2 separate regions of the Sus scrofa genome follow, and region 2 is linked to region 1. A link is a contact called in public HiChIP or PLAC-seq data. All regions are on one chromosome and are shown on one strand. Each heading gives the region's core, a stretch centred on a gene start, on an enhancer-like site or on the middle of the called end of the contact. The rest is flanking DNA. Distances are from core to core; before and after follow the strand shown. Region 1 overlaps NAV3 (neuron navigator 3). Region 2 overlaps NAV3 (neuron navigator 3).

Evidence for each region. HiChIP or PLAC-seq counts read pairs in DNA pulled down with a chosen protein or histone mark.
Region 2: an H3K27ac HiChIP or PLAC-seq map of alveolar macrophages shows a contact between it and region 1. The contact joins two enhancer-like sites. A contact is called at or near these places in 1 of 47 Hi-C or Micro-C datasets (embryonic fibroblasts) and 1 of 2 datasets of contacts at active chromatin or transcription factors (alveolar macrophages).

What each region holds. Positions count from the first base shown.
Region 1 is chr5:103,056,270-103,058,969 of Sscrofa11.1, reverse strand. The region is part of intron 24 of NAV3 (neuron navigator 3); the gene reads left to right. Among named protein-coding and RNA genes, the nearest start is that of SYT1, 660 kb to the right of the region's middle. Within about 2 kb of position 1,444, at least 2 of the 83 cell types and tissues checked have an H3K27ac peak or open chromatin away from gene starts, as enhancers often do. A contact at or near this core is called in alveolar macrophages, where this site is marked.
Region 2 is chr5:103,226,523-103,229,222 of Sscrofa11.1, reverse strand. The region is part of intron 5 of NAV3 (neuron navigator 3); the gene reads left to right. Among named protein-coding and RNA genes, the nearest start is that of NAV3, 640 kb to the left of the region's middle. Within about 2 kb of position 1,307, at least 9 of the 83 cell types and tissues checked have an H3K27ac peak or open chromatin away from gene starts, as enhancers often do. A contact at or near this core is called in alveolar macrophages, where this site is marked.

The sequences.
Region 1 (2,700 bases), core at 195-2,694:
TGCTATGGGCACAGCACTCCACCCCCCTCTAAAGAAAACCAAAAAAAAAAAAAAAAAAAAGAAAAAATGAAGCCCTCCCAAGGAACTTAAAAAAAAAAAAAAAAAGAGCTTTAAAAATTAAAATTAAAAAAATCTTACTGTGAAGTTCCCGTTGCGGCTCAGTGGTTAAAGAATCTGACTAGTATCCATGAGGACGTGGGTTTGATCCCTGGCCTCAGTCAGTGGGTTAAGGATCCAGCGTTGCCATGAGCTGTGGCATGGGTCGCAGATGCAGCTCAGATCCCGTGTTGCTATGGCTGTGGCGTAGGCCAGCAGCTGCAGTTCCAATTTGACCCCTAGCCTGGGAACCTCCATATGTTATGGCAGTGGCTCTAAAAAGACAAAAAAAAAAAAGTCTTACTCTATTTGTCATGGAAATAGCATTCGCTACTGAGGCCCATTCCATTATACTTCAAACATTCACTTCCTTTAATGCTCAGGACATCTAGCATTCTTAGTTTTTCTTGTGCTCCTTTGAAATCTCTTTCAAGGTTTCTCTTGTGGGGTCACTCATTTGTATACATTTGTAAAACACTGGTGTTTCTTAGAACCAAGGCCTGAACTTTCTTCTGTTGTGGTTTTATACATTATGATTCTCTTCATCGCAGCTAAAATTCTGTACAAGCTCATCTAGTACTCTAGCTATAATTACTATTCATGTGTTGATAACTGTCAAATATATCTCTCCAGGCCAGGTTTATCTTGTGAGTTACAGGTCGGTCCATCCCGCTGCCAAAAAGAGAATTCCATTAGATTATCTTTGGATGTCTCTTTGTTAACGTCTCCAAATTTGACGTGTCTTCTTCCTTCTTAGACCTGCTTTGCCTTCCGTGCTCCTTGCCTCAGTAAACGGCATCACCATCCTTCCACGCAACCAGAAATCTCCCCAGTCAGTAAATCGCCAAGTTCTGTAGATTCTACCCCGTAAAAATCTCTGGCTACCTTTTCTCTGATCCTGCTGTCAACTCTCCCTCATCTTTCCCCTGACCTATGACCACAACCTCCTGACGAGCCTTCCTCCTCTTTATCTCTCACGTCTTCGTGATACTCTTCATACTGAGACCAGAGCAATTGTCTAGCAACCTGTCTGCCTAACAGGTATCCCATGGCCTTTAGGTGAAATGCACACTCCCTAACATGTCATAATTTCTCTTTGCTCTGTTCATTCCACAGCTATTTATTGATTACTATTTATGTGTTAGGCACTGTTCCAGACCTTCTGTCCTTTTGGCCATAAATGTGGTGTATTTCATATTTCAGTTGCCCTGAACCTCCTCCGGCTCTTCAAAAGTTCTTTATATATTCTCTTTATTCTACTTGGAAATTTCTACCCTGTTTGTTGAGCATAAAAGCTTTTTGAAATCTTGCAACAGTTAGCCTAACCATGCCTCCTTGACTCATCAGCTCTACGAAGTCCCTTGGTGATATATTCCTGGAAATAACTGTACTTCCTCTATCAAAATTTGCATTATACTTTGGTGCCTTAATTTATCTATGGTCTGCCTTTCCTGGTTGAGGGTAGAGTGGTTTGTTTTCCTAGTCCTTAATCCTGGCCATAATGTTGCCGTGCACATCAAAGGGGCTTATTCAAATTTTATAGAAAAGAATAATATAAATTTTAAAAACTTGAAATTTAAATTTTTAAGAAAGTGATTTACAAAAGTGAGATATACTTAAATTGAAGGACAAACTGGTTCTCTTGGGGCTACTTCTGTTAAGAATTTAGCAACTTTCCATGTGGGGGAGTTAATTTATATGCAGCATGGAAAATTACTGAATATTTAAAGCTTATCTTAGAGCTATAATAAAGCAGCTTATGTTCTAAATCTTCATGTCGTAAATAGGTCCAGAAGGGATTTAAAAAGGCTTAATCCTTTCTTTACCACAGTACAAGCCACTGAAGTAAAACTTCCTGGAAAGGTTCCTTTTATCTCAGGCAACAGGTAGTTTTTTTTACTATCTTTACTGGAGTTGAAAAAGAAGAATTCCTTTGCTCAGAAATGTGGGAAGAGTGCCTAAAATAAACAAAATGACAACAGTTAATATTCAAATTGGGCAAGAAAGATTTAAAAAATTGTATAAAGTTTAAAAGTAACAAAAAAAGTTATCGAGAGTTGAGTATATATAGGATATTCAGGTTGTGTTCCTGTAGTGTTAAAACTCAGTATTGCACTAAGGGAATAATAATAATAATTTTATTCAACGAGTTCCTATTGATTACCTACCACATGCAATACTCTGTACAAATCCCTGGGTATATAGTGGTAAACAAACCAGGCAGTCTCCATTAAACTTTTAATCTAAAGGGAGAGAAGAAATAAAGAATGTTTGTGGTCGTTGGTGTAGCCGAATGTGCATATAAAATCGTCACAAGTTCCAAAATGGACAAGAAAAGGTACCATAGAGAATGAGGTTACCAGGGAACCTACCCCAGTTGCATAGTCAAGAAAGGCCTCTACCAGATGGCAGCGCATAGGGGGAGGCCCAGAGACTAATTATCAAGCCATATAGCAAATGTTGAGAGAAGAGCGTTCTAGCAGAACTTGAGACAGAAAAGAGAAAGCGCCTTTTATGGAACCAGCATAAGGAAGATGATGACCAAAGATAAGACAGGTAGAACCGGGCTGGAGAGATAAACACTGACCAGCTTGCTGAGGGACC
Region 2 (2,700 bases), core at 58-2,557, 170 kb before region 1:
CAGCCGGGCATAGTCCCTGAATCCCATGTGGCTTAGTGAAAAACAATATTGCTCTAATGATCTTGCATGTATTACCCAAGAGCGTGAAGTTCATTCTCATTGCTGACTGAGAAGTTCAAATGTGACCTTTAAACAAATAGAGATTCAGCCCCCACTGTGTGCCAAGAATTTTGCCAGATGTGCAACTGAGATCTAGTGATGCTTTAATCTTTCAAACCACCCACCGTCTAATTGAGGACCCAGGCGTTTAAACACGTGGTTCGGGAAGGTGTGGTAGCTAAAGCCTGTGGAAAGGCACTGATGAAGAAAATGCCATTTCACCTTCAGGAAGCTGCCACGTTTTTGGCCAAGGAGAAATTAAAATAGGCATGTGTTCTCGGTATCCATTGATGTTTAAAAGACATGGCACTAAACCATCCTACTTTTCTTATCCTCGTGGGTTTTGTGAGCTCAGGAGCCACACTGGCACAGCAGGAATGGCCTATCTCTATACCGCTGTGTCCAGGAACTCCACGGGGAAGCGGCCGTGGTGGAGTGTCCCAGATCTCTGGCCGGCAAGACATCTGTGGTGGTAGAATCCACTTCCAAGATGACCTCTTCACCCACCCGTCTGGCAGCTTAGCTGGCACAGGGACCACATATGTCCTCCCTGGCATCGTAGTCTCGGGGGTATTGCGCTTCTGATGTGATGACCCATTGGTTGAAAGAGTGACCAAGCCCACCCAGCTTCAAAGGGAGGGTGAGCGGGCCAAAGGTCTCACCTCCTAATGAGAGGAGCCCCACAGAACTCATTATAGCTCTGAGTTTTGACTGGCACAGGATATGGTAAAAGACAGGCAGGAGAAGTAGGCAGAATCCAATTTATGGGGCTCCGGAGGCACCATTTAAGATCTGGGAGTTCTTTCCTGAAGGTGAAGGACGTTGTTTGGGGAACTTTATTAGCAGAGGAAGAACGGTGCTATTTGCTGTTTATAACTTAGGAACATGGCCTTGGTGACAAGGTGGAGAAAAGCTGTGCTCTGGGGAGAGGAGAGGGAGGGGCACAGCAGCTCCACAGGCGGGAGAGGGAACAGTTTCAGGTTAATAGGCAGGAGGATGGGCCTGAGGAAGACGGACTTGGGGACTGCTGGAGGTTAGGGCCGGAGAAGTCACCACCTCTCTAGTTTTGTGGGCTTCTGAGTGGTGATGCATTTCAGTAGGGGACCATCGTGCCGCTGTGGTGAGAAGAGGGAGGAGGGGCAGAGGAGGACGCTCAGCCCTGGCCTTCCCGAGTTTGCTGTTCCACTGGGACTTCCAGAGCGCGGTGTCCAGTATGAGGCTCTGGAGCCCAGGAGAGTGGTCGGGGCCAGACATGAGGACGTGGGAACACTGGCTTAGCCGTGCTTTACTGACTGAAGCAGGAGAAATGGAGGCAGTGACTCAAGAAGAGGTTATAAACTAGGGCAGAAAGGGGGCTCAAAACAAAACTCGAGGCCACAAATACTTATGGGTAAAGTGAACAAACAAGAAATGTTCCTTTGTTTATTTTGCAATACATTCAGAGCTGTGGGGGCCTGTTTGCTCCCTTCTTAAAGGCGAATTGTTTCTTTGTTGTTGTTGAGAACTTCCTCATTTTCTGAGACAGTTCCTCCTCGTCTTTCAAATTAGTTGTGAAATCTAGAGTATAAATCTAGCACAAACCTGGTTAATATTAAAGCATATATAGTATATATAACATAAGGTATCAAAACTGCATTTTCAGGAGTTCCCGTCGTGGCTCAGTGGTTAACGAACCGGGCTAGCAACCATGAGGACGCAGGTTCGATCCCTGGCATCACTCAGTGGGTTAAGGATCCTGCGTTGCTGTGGCTGTGGCATAGGCCGGCAGCTACAGCTCCCATTAGACCCCTAGCCTGGGAACCTCCATATGCCACGGATGTGGCCTGAAAAGACAAAAGACAAAAAAAAAAAAAAAAAGAAAAGAAAAAAAACCCTGCATTTTCATCTACTGACTATGGCACCAAACAAAATGCCTGTTAGATTCCGTGTTTGAGATGCTCTGGGACTGTGCATCGTGCTGAGAATTGTAGGTTCCGGAAGGCTCGTCCTCTGCATATATATTGTTTTGGGAATGGTGGTTGTTGGATGTCCTGTCGGGGCAATTTCTAATGATTCTTCATAAGATTAAGACCCGTAGGGCTTGAGGTTGTTGAATTTAGGAAATAAGAAGAGTGAACAGAGACGGGGGAGGTTTGAGGCAGAATTAAGCAACCAAGGTAATTGTGAACCAGAAGACAGAAGCCGAGGTAAAAATTCAGACGGTGTCCTGAGATGCCTGGTGTGGGTCTTAGCGGAGGAAGGGAGGAGCTTCAGAAGTGAGAGCTGGGAACCAAAGGCGGTGGTGCGGAGACTGCCGAGCACGGAAGTGCACGGCACCTGTGGGACTTAGGGATGAACAAAGGTGGAGTTCCCGTCACGGCTCAGTGGTGAACGAACCTGAACAGGACCCATGAGGATGCAAGTTCGATCCCTGACCTTGCTCATGGGTTAAGGATCTGGCATTGCAATGAACTGCGGGTAGGTCGCAGACCTGGCTCCGACCCTGTGTTGCTGTGGCCGTGGTGTAGGCCAGCAGCTCTAGCTCCAATTCAGCCTCTAGCCTGGGAACTTCCTTCCGTGTGCTGTGGGTGTGGCCCTAAAAAGACCAAAAAAAAAAAAAAA